Regions from separate parts of the Hordeum vulgare genome. Here region 1 is linked to region 2. The links are chromatin contacts, called in public Hi-C maps. All regions are on one chromosome and are shown on one strand. Each heading gives the region's core, a stretch centred on a gene start, on an enhancer-like site or on the middle of the called end of the contact. The rest is flanking DNA. Distances are from core to core; before and after follow the strand shown.

What was found. A called contact is a pair of places that touch in the nucleus more often than the background predicts.
Region 1: a Hi-C map of leaf shows a contact between it and region 2, with 4 times the contacts expected there. The contact joins the promoter of LOC123442602 here to the enhancer-like site in region 2. A contact is called at or near these places in 3 of 6 Hi-C or Micro-C datasets (leaf, seedling and an unstated tissue) and 1 of 1 datasets of contacts at active chromatin or transcription factors (embryo).

Annotation. Positions count from the first base shown.
Region 1 is chr3H:17,498,010-17,503,080 of MorexV3_pseudomolecules_assembly, forward strand. It overlaps LOC123442602 (receptor-like protein 4), which reads left to right and starts at 3,508. Exons shown (of 9, transcript XM_045118692.1): 1 at 3,508-3,711; 2 at 3,806-4,882; 3 at 5,027-5,071. The coding sequence starts at 3,627.
Region 2 is chr3H:17,439,286-17,444,641 of MorexV3_pseudomolecules_assembly, forward strand. No RefSeq gene overlaps it. Among protein-coding and RNA genes, the nearest start is that of LOC123442601, 55 kb to the left of the region's middle. Within about 2 kb of position 3,811, at least 3 of the 3 cell types and tissues checked have open chromatin away from gene starts, as enhancers often do. A contact at or near this core is called in leaf and seedling, where this site is marked.

The DNA.
Region 1 (5,071 bases), core at 2,258-4,757, 58 kb after region 2:
ATTTAATGACAATAACCACATAAGTTATCTAAAATTGCAGTTCTAACTATACGTTACAGGTAACGTATGACTTCATGACGCTTTATGTGAGAGATTAAGTCCCTGGCCGTTGCAGTCCTTTCGACTTCCGCGCTTCCTCTTAGTCCGAGTGTGGGTGAACGTTCAACTGTCCCAAGATGGTCCGAATGAGACTTTGCATGTCCGAGTAAGACTTAGACCGCATCGGTAGTCGTGGGACTTTAGTAACTATGTGGGACCCTAGTTGGACCTTGGATAGCAGGTCCATGACCATATCCCTAGTGAACAACCCCATGAGTCATGTCCCACAAAAGTAAGCATCATCAACATACAACAGACTACACATCAATAAATAGCACAACCTGCACACAAGAATGATCTAGTTCAAGATAACAACACTAATCATGGACACATAAAGATAATCTTGTTAGACACTTAAAGCAACTCCAACGGGCCGATCCAAACGGACAGTAATTTCGTCCGCTTTTTGTCCGTTCGGGTCGGCCGCCCGCCCGGCGTCCGGCCTATTTTAGATATGGATCGGCAGCGCGCCCAACGTGCCGACCCATATGTGCCGGCGTGGCCGGCTAGCCGCCCTATTTTACATGATTTTCATAGTTTGAATCAAATAACATAATTTAGACCGAAAATAGCATAGTTATTACAAGCCGAATAAAAATAAAAATGTCTCACATAGTTCGTACATAGTTTTGCTAACGAATAAAAGAAGATAAATCTATTTGTTGCCAACATGAGCTCACATATGCTCAACCAAATCATTTTGCAGTTGCACGTGAGTTTCCCAATCACGCATGTCTTGATGAAATTGGGAGAACTGTTCCAACGTTGCCGCTACTCCATGCTCAGGCACAACATTCTCACCCTGAAACTAAAACCCTTGATCGTACAGACGTTCCGGGCGCTCGTCTTCTACGATCATATTATGCATGATCACACAAGCAGTCATCACCTCCCACAGTTTCTGCGTGCTCCAGGTATTAGCAGGATACTGAGCGATGCCCCATCGAGATTGCAAAACACCAAAGGCACACTCGACATCCTTCCTAACACTCTCTTGCTCTTGGGCAAATCTTTTCCTCTTCTCTCTGACAGGGTCGGGTATTGTCTTGATAATAGTGGTCCACTGAGGATAGATAACGTCACACAGGTAGTATCCTTTGTCGTAGTTGTGGCCGTGAGAGTAAAGTTCACCGGTGGATTGTTGCCTTCGGCAAGCCTAGCAAACACCGGCGAGCGCTGAAGCACATTGATATCATTGTGTGATCCAGCCATGCCAAAGAAAGAGTGCCAAATCCAGTGATCTTCAAACGCCACGGCCTCTAGTATGACAGTGCAAGCCCTGGCATGGCACTTATACTGCCCTTGCCAAGCTGAAGGGCAGTTCTTCCACTCCTAGTGCATGCAGTCTATGCTACCAAGCATCCCTGGGAAGCCCATGCTGGCGTTCATGCCAACAAACGGGTTGTATCTTCAGCAGTCGGCTCTCTCAAGTACTCAGGACGTGGCGACGGCGGCGGGCGACGTGGGAGTGGGCGGCGTTGCTGAGAGTGGGCAGCTGGTAGAGTCGCCGGCAAAAATGGGCGGCGGCGTCGACGACGAAGGAGGCGGGCAAGGGTTGCTGTTGGATGGGGGGAGGCCAATGTGCCACCGACCACGCGGGCCCGGGGGGAGGAGAAGGCGAGCGTAGGCGCGTCCGTCGCGTGTCCGCACCGACGCAAATCCGGCTAAAAAATGGACCGAAAATGAGTCGCCCGTGGACGAAAAACTGACGTGTGTCCGTCTGAGTCGGCGCGTCGGACCGTCTTTTCTGTCCGCACCGACCTAAACAGACGACGGACGGACGAAATGGATCGTGTCATTGGAGTTGCTCTTATACACTATCATACTATACATCTAAACATACTAACACTCATCCATAAACATCTAAGGATACCATCACTTCATCCATGAACATCTAAACATACAGCTTGAGGGCGTCACTGTTAGCGGGTCCTGCCTGACCAATCGGTCATGAATACAGTCGGTCCTCATCAGTAATAATAAGTAGATAAATACAGTCGGTCATCAGTTATAGCTGGTCCTAGTGCTGTCCGACAGTACCACCTTCTTCGAGCGAGCGCACCCAGCAGCACGTAGTACGGAGGAAGTGAACCTGTTCTAGTCCGGTTTCCGTCCGTGTGGGCGGTGGCAGCGTCGGGCCACGGCAGACGCGCCGCGCATTTCCGCGCACGTCGCGGCACGAACCCATGGAGCTAGTACATCACTCACGCTTATTTACCTGCTGATTTGGTGGTAGTTGCCGCGCGCGGCACTCAGCTGGCCCAGCCGACCCCGTGACCACAGCAGCCCAACCCAAAGGGAAGGCTACACGCGCTGTTTGTCCGCATGTCTCGCCATCATCTACCACTCCTCGAATCTTACGTACGTCCCCAGGCTAATTCATTGAAGCAGCAATAATTCTTGTCTGCATACACGTAAGGACATATGCACTAGGAATACGAAGTCGGGTCGAGTCTTTTTCAGCGACTTTTTGGTGTAGGGACTCAAAAAAGTCTTAAAAAGTCACATGTGAAACAGACAGGAGAGACTTTTAGGGACTAAAAGGGGATATTTGAGACTATTTGAAGAAGTCCCTATGAAAGGGTCTTTTTGGGATTTTTTTTGCACTTTTTCCAGCAATGCCCCTACTTTTAGTATGTCGTTTAATAACTATCACTACATTAGTAAGAGTAACATCGTCTTTTTACATGTTATTTAATAACATCTAGTCCCTATTTAGTCCGTGAAAACAAACGGATAGGCACTAGGAACTTTTAAATTGATACTAAAAAAACGGAAATGCTGTGCATACGACAAAAGCTTTGTACGATTTGTGTACGATGTGATCTCACTCGTCCGTGTGGTTCAACGAACGGCTGCCGCTGACTGTCGTATGTAAATCGTATGAAATTCGTCGTACGTGTAGCAGGACTCCTAAAAAAAATCTCGGAACTTTTGAAACAAACAGGCCCCAGTTGCTTCCGTCCGTCCCGCCCGTGACTCGGTAGATTATTAACATGAAAGATCCCGTACCAACGGGTGAATGCGGATCACCACCGCCCATGGCTCCGCCGCCGGTTTTGGTTTACTCATTCATTCCATTTCATTTACCGCGCTTTCTCTCTCACGTGACCAAACAAACAAATCCAGGCTTTTCCGAGAGGGGGAAAAAAGAGATGTGCTCTCAAAAAGCAAAAGGGGTCAAAGAGCTTCGCATCGCATCGCACCGCACCGTCGCTCTCCATCCCTCCCTCCCTCCCTCCGTCTGTCTTTACTACTGTGGGGTCCGCTACTTACCGTTGATCGGACGGCCGTCGCTGCCACAGCGTGGCGCCGCGGGCGCTGCGCAGCCGTCCGATCCTCCAGCGCGGCCGGATCCAGCGTTTCCACCCTCCTCCGTCCGTCGTCTCCTCCTCCTCTCACCACCCCCACGTCTCCTCCACTCCGCCCAGCTCAAGCTCAAACCCCCTCCCTCCCGAACTCCCCACCAAATTCACCTCCGGCGAGCCGCGCCGGCGCCGCCCCTCCGGCCAGCCCTAGGAGCGGCAATGCGGCTTCTCCTCCCGCTCCTCCTCGCCGCCGCTGCGGCCGTCCACGCCGCCAACGACTCCGACGACCCCTTCCTCTCCGGCGGTAAGCACCCCCAATTAACCTCGAATCAAGCCCCTGTACAGCACCCGCGTGCGCCGCACTGAAGCGCTCTCTCTCTCTCTCTCTCTCCGTGCAGCGCAGGCGAACCACAGCTACAACATCGACTGCGGGGGCGCGGCGGACTTCACGTCGGCCTTCGGCCGCCGGTGGCTGGCGGACCGCTTCTTCTCGGCGGGCGGGAACGCGGGGATGGTCGCGGAGCCTCACCGCTTCCCGCAGCCGCAGGAGCGGACCCTCCGCTTCTTCCCGCCCTCCTCCGCCGGCAAGTCCTCCTGCTACTCCCTCCCGCTCTCCCCCGGCCGCTACTACCTCCGCGTCTTCTCCGTCTACGACAACTACGACTCCAAGCTCCGCTCCCCCTCCTTCGACGTCTCCGCCGCCGCCACGCTCGTGCTCTCCTTCCGCTCCCCGTGGCCCGAGACCGCCGCGCGCTACGGGGCGTACTCCGACCTCATCTTCCCCGCCTCGTCCGCGCCCGACGCCGCCACGGACGTCTGCTTCTACTCGCTCTCCACCGACGCCCCCGTCGTCGCCTCCATCGAGGTCGCCCCCGTCCACCCGCTCGCCTACGACGGCGCCACCACCGGCGCCGACGTCGTCCTCGTCAACTACGGCCGCCTCACCTGCGGGAACGGCCTCTTCGGCCCCGGCTTCACCAACGACTCCGACGCCTTCTCCAGGGTGTGGCAGGCCGGCACGGATTTCCGGAACAATGACCTCACCTACGACGCCATTACTGCCGGCGGGAGGAAGATTTTCGGCAGCAACCAGCCGCCCAATTACTTCCCCACCAAGATGTACAGGTCCGCGGTCACCACCGGCGGGGACGCCTCCAACGAGATCGAGTACCTGATGCCGGTGGACACGAGGATGTCCTACATGGTCTGGCTGCATTTCGCGGAGATCGACGCCGGGGTCAGGGCCCCTGGCCAGAGGGTGTTCGACGTAATGCTGGCCGGGAGGAACGTGACCAGGATCGACATCTTCAAGCAGGTCGGAGGGTTCACGGCCTTCAAGTGGACATACATTGTGGAGAACCTGACAAGCTCCACCATGAGCGTCAGGCTTGTGCCGGTAGTGGGACGGCCGATTTTGTGCGGGCTCGAGAATTACGCAATGGTGCCCCTTGAGACAAGGACAGTGCCACACCAAGGTAACGGATAATTGGATACTCTATAAGCATTCTCTGAGATTGTTTTGTACTCGTGAACAAGATGGATCGATCGAGCTCGATCTCCAATTTCCATTATCAAAAACCAGCCGACATTCGCTCAGATTGTTGCACTTGTTTTGGCAGCGGCTGCGATGAAGGCCCTAAAGGATTCACTGAAAATTCCAGCAA
Region 2 (5,356 bases), core at 2,561-5,060:
AATCTCGTAGCACAATATGTTTCATTGCATTTTTAGGAATAGATAGTAATTGAAGATAAGGCTAAGAGATGACCCATTGTAAGACATTTTTTTATCATGTCTAAATTACATGCAAAACTTAAGATAAGACTATCTTATCAAACATTATACATGCTCTAATGGCTCTATCTAATGAATGCCACGTAGGATAAACGGCGAGGTGGAGGAGAGAGAAATCATAAGAAAAGGCTTGTCTTCTCTTATTTAACAGAAAACAAAAGATGATCTTTTAACGCAATATGTCTCATCATGTTTTTAGGAATATCTAGTTATTGAAAATAAGGCTAAAAGATGACTCATTGTAGACATGTTTTTTGCCTTCTATAAATTATATGCAAGACTTAAGATAAGACTATTTTATCAATCATTGTACACGCCCTTATACGCCCGCTCAGCGTTCATTCGGTCGCTCGTGTGTGCCTGCCCACAAATAGCGTGCGCTCGCTCAAATTGCTCGATCAGTTGGAGTATGTGGCTGTTGACCGTTTCTCAAAAAAAACACTGGTTGTTGCCCTTGGGTGTTGCCTAACCATTAACCACACCATTGACTCATTGATTTTCACTACCACAAATTCAAAAAATTCAGGAACTTGAATAAAAAGTTCATGAATTAAAAAAAGTTCAAGCATTTAAAATATGTTCACGAATTCAAAAGAAGTTGACGGATAAAAAAACTAATTTGAAAAGGTTAATGAACTTGAACAAAATTCACGGATGTGAAAATGTTCTCCCATTCTAAAAATGTTCACGAATTTTAAAAACGTTTGTAGATATAAAAATTTCCATAAATTAGAAAACAAATCATGAACTTGTATAAAAAATCACGGATTTTAAAAAGTTCCCGCATTCAAAAAACTTTTACAAGTTTGAGAAAAAGACTGTAAAAAGTACATGTGCTTGAATAAAAACTTTAAGCAATTTCAGAATAGTTAGTGGATATGAAAAACGTTTATGCATTTGAAAATGTTCATGAACTTGAATAAAAAATTATGGGTTTTAAATTGGTAGATATAAAAATATTCACAAATTGAAAAAGAGTTTATGAACCTCAATAAACACTTCACAAATTTGTAAGAGTTCACGGAGTTGAAAAACAGTTATGAATTTGAAAAATATTGCAAATATGAAACAAGGTTTTCTAATTTGAAAAAAGTTAATGAATTCAAAAGGCGTTCGTGGATTTGATTTGTTAGAAAAACAAATGAAGTAAAAATATATAAACTGTAAAGAAAGATAAAAAATACAAAAAGAAAAGGCAATAAAAAACCCTTTGAAAATCTGGCTAAATAAAGCATATAAAATAGCTGCCAAAAAAACAAAAAAACATCTGAAAGAATCTAGAAGCTTCCCAAAACCGAAAAACCAGCTTGCCGTTTTTCATTAGATGGCGCCCTGACTGTGAAATAGGAGTTAGCAATATGTGGTACGACGAGATAATCTTGAATGGACAGAAATGTAAATAAAATATACTCCATCCATTTTTTTAAATAAGTTTTAAATTTTTTCACTAATAAATTACATGCGAATGTATATAATCATATTTTAAATTATGAATCCATCCATATAATCTTTTAGTATGTCTATATTGTGCTTATATTTAGAAACGGAGGGAGTAGAAGGTACGTGAGGGTGATCCAACAGCCTAGAGCATCAAATCGATGTGAATGCTTGTATGTAGCTGAGAGCAACTCTAGCAGACCCTGCATCCCGCCCCGGCCCGTAAAATAACCGTCAAAATACAGGTCGGGCGGAAAAACCAGCCCGATCAGACCCCGCATCCCGTCCCGGCTCGCAAAAAATTTTAGGGGCGCGGCAAAATCTCGACCCCAACCCAGGAAACGCGGGTTTCTCCCTCGCGGTTGCGGTGCCCTGCATATAAGGGGAAGCGGTTGGTGGGGAGACATTTCATACCGCGCTTTCTCCCACCAACCACCTCTCCTCTCCCTCCTCGCGCCGCCGCCGGCGGCCGCCCAAGATTCCAGGCGACAGCAGCCGGCAGGAGCATGCCGGAAGGCCGCCGGTTGCTGTCCGAGGCGATGGAGTGGTCGGGGAGCCTCTCCCGCAGCCCAGGCAAGGGCGCATCGCCACATGCAGGCACGGGTTCGTCCGCCCACCGCCGCCGAAGGTTTGCGGGCATGGACTCGTCCGGCCGTTCACCGGGCTCGGCGCTCGCGCAACGTCTTTTTGGCCTGCCGATGCCGCTCATAGAGTGCGACGACTACCAGCGCCAAGTGCTGCGGCTCACTTCGGGCACGCCGACGCACCCCGGATGGATGTTCTACAAATGCGAAAACGACGGGGTACGTGCACTTGCGGTAGCTCGTTTCATAGCTCATTCTTTAGTTCAATTGCGGTAGCTCACTTCGAGCTTGCTCATTCTTTTGTGTAGGACGACGGATGCTCATTTTGGTTTTGGGAAGGCCAATACATTGATTTGTTGATAGAAAGAAACTTAATACTCTCTCCGTCCCAAAATAAATGACTTAAAAGTAACTTCAATTTACACTAACTTTAATACAAAGTTGAGTCATTTTTTAGTCACTTATTTTGGGACTGAGTGAGTAGATGTTAGTGCACTCCTTAGTATAATCGAAGGCAATGATGCGGCTGCATGTGCAACTAGAGGGGAAGCAACGTCTACTTCTTTGAAACCAAAGATGAAGAATGAAGAAAGCAAGATTAAGAATCCACAGATCAACAATGAGTGCATGGAGAAGATATTGCTTCAACTAGTGGAAGGAGTTATGGAAGTTGGAAATCTTCTGAAATGCATACTTGTGGTTCTTGTTTTCTTTGGTTTTGCTATTCTAGCCAAGATTTGATGATATCTTTTGTATCAATAATGTTGTTGCAAAAGCAAAGAAAAACATTGTGCTAGATCAATTTAAGTTGCGAATCTAAGTTTTACGGGCCGGGAGGAGCTGCGCGAGATCAGAACCCGCAGAAGCCGACCCGTAAAGAAAGTATATTCCGCGAATATGTTTTTTTACGGATCCATTATGCGGGGTCTGCATTTGTGTCAGCCCGTGTCGGCCCGCAAAAGCGGTTTTGCACGAACTGCAAACACGTTTTGCGGGCCGGCGGGATGCGGGTCTGCTAGAGTTGCTGTGAGCCTTATTTTTTACTTCCTCTGTTCTTAAATATTTGTTATTGGGAAAAACTAAACTAATTATTCCCAACAACAAATATTATACTTCCTCCATCACGGTTTAGAAAACACAGTTAGACTTTTTCCAAAATAGACAAAGATTAATGCACTCCTAGCAGCTAATTAGTACTCCGTTGTACTACTTCTATATGCATGCGTAGTGTGAAACCGTGACGGATGAAGTAGTACGGAGAAAGTAATAATTAAATAAAGGTTCGGATCCATATGCATTGAAAATCTATAAGTACGGCTTTGCATCGCAGATCCTGGCACGGCGCACGCTCGACTCTTGGCGGCTTCCGTGCCACGGGTTTGTTCTTGTTGTACGGTTGTTCGCTCGTGAAGGAATGAAGGCAGAGCTTGTGTTATGCAGTACGCGGATTCCGGAGCTTGTTGGATCCAAGTTGCTCCGTTAAAAGAGTCGTGAGGGCGATATGGCATCCTGGTGTGCGTGTGTGGGTACACATGTGAGCTTCGTTGATGTCGACTACGTAGATTCTGGTGCATGATGTCGATGGATACATACTCCGCCGAACCAAGAAAAAGAAGAATGATACCGTAGCGGTTGCCAAGTCATTGTCCGGCACGCATGTGTCCGCATCGCGCCTTGATCATGTCCATATTCTTCTACAGTCCTATTCCCATGTCTCTGGCTCCAACTTTGTTGAGACTTGAGGCCGTTGCTGCCTTGCTAGACGTACTTGATCAACTTGCTGAGTGGTTGGGTCTCGGCTGGCTTCCGATCAATCTGGCTACTGCTACTGCTACTGCTACTGCCTACTCTTCAATAGGCGGCACTGTAGTTAATCAAGGGGAAGTATGAAGTCCCAGGGCTTTTTCAACGGTAATCCGTAAGAAAAAATCCGCATCTGTCCGTAAATAAGAAGACTGGTCCGTAGATATAGATGGTTTTTTTTTTGAAAAGGAGGTTAAACCTCCGGCCTCTGCATTAATCGATGCATGCAACCATCTTTATTAATTATTCCACAAAGGACTAACAGGAGTATACATCAATCCACCCAAAGCCACCACTCACACCTACAAACTCGATAATGTGGAGTGCTCTCACTCCACATATCTAAGACCGATGTTGTCGTCAATCCATCCACATAACGTATCAGGAGCAACAGCCGGTGCAGCACACCTAAAACGCACACCTCACGCACACGTTTTACAAGCCGCCATCATCATCAAACCACTGATCCATCTTCAGGAAAGAGATCCGCATCATCCATGCCAGTCCAAACATCCGTCAACGCCACCACGGCGCCCAACGGCGCCACCGCCCTGCGCACATCCGTACAGATGCGAAGACTCCGGGAGATCTGTCGTGCGTAGCACCTGCCAACCAGGCATGACTCAGCGTAGCACCTGTCGGCCAGGAATGACTTGACAGCTCCACCGAAATTCTGTGCAAGATGAAGCCGCTCCACCTCCTGCCTCAGTCTGCCAGCGCTGCTCCACAAACGATGCTCCCAAGAGAGAAACGGCACCGCAGTACCGCCATCGTCCGATCTGGAAGATCAGATCCTAGGGTTTCCCCCGAAGCAGTGCCCACCACCAGCAACCGTTCAGGACCCACACAGTGCCCACCACCACTCAGCCCTCTAGGCGACGCCTTCAGGAAGGTCACGACGTCAAGGACGCCTCCGCCGCCCATCGGAGTTAGGGTTTTCACCCGAGAGGCAAGGAAGGGGAGCAGAGGAGCAGATGTATACCGACATCTTCAAAAAGAATAACGGCGCCCTTGAGCGCCGTCGTCGGCGCGGCCGGCCTGGGCCAACCAAGGGGTTTCCCCCAATCCGAATCTCCTCCACCGGCTTCACCCGCAGGTAGGGCCCCGGCAACCACGCCGGCACCGCCAAGAATTCGCAGGAGAGAGGCCCACATCAGGGCCGGAGGACATCGGCCAGATTTGACGCCGCCGGCCGCCATAGCAGCCACGTGACGGCTGACCAGGCAACGGCCGACGAAGGGGAGCGGCACACCTCCACAACGGCGCTTACAAGAAAGATAGCGGCACCCGCGGGCGTCACCGTCGCGGCTCCGATGAGGACCAGAGCAAGGATTTTTTCCGGAGCTGCGCTGAACATCCACCGCCACCGACCCGCTGAGCATGGCCGCCACGCACCACCACGACCCCCAGGCAGGGTCACGGGTCACCGCACC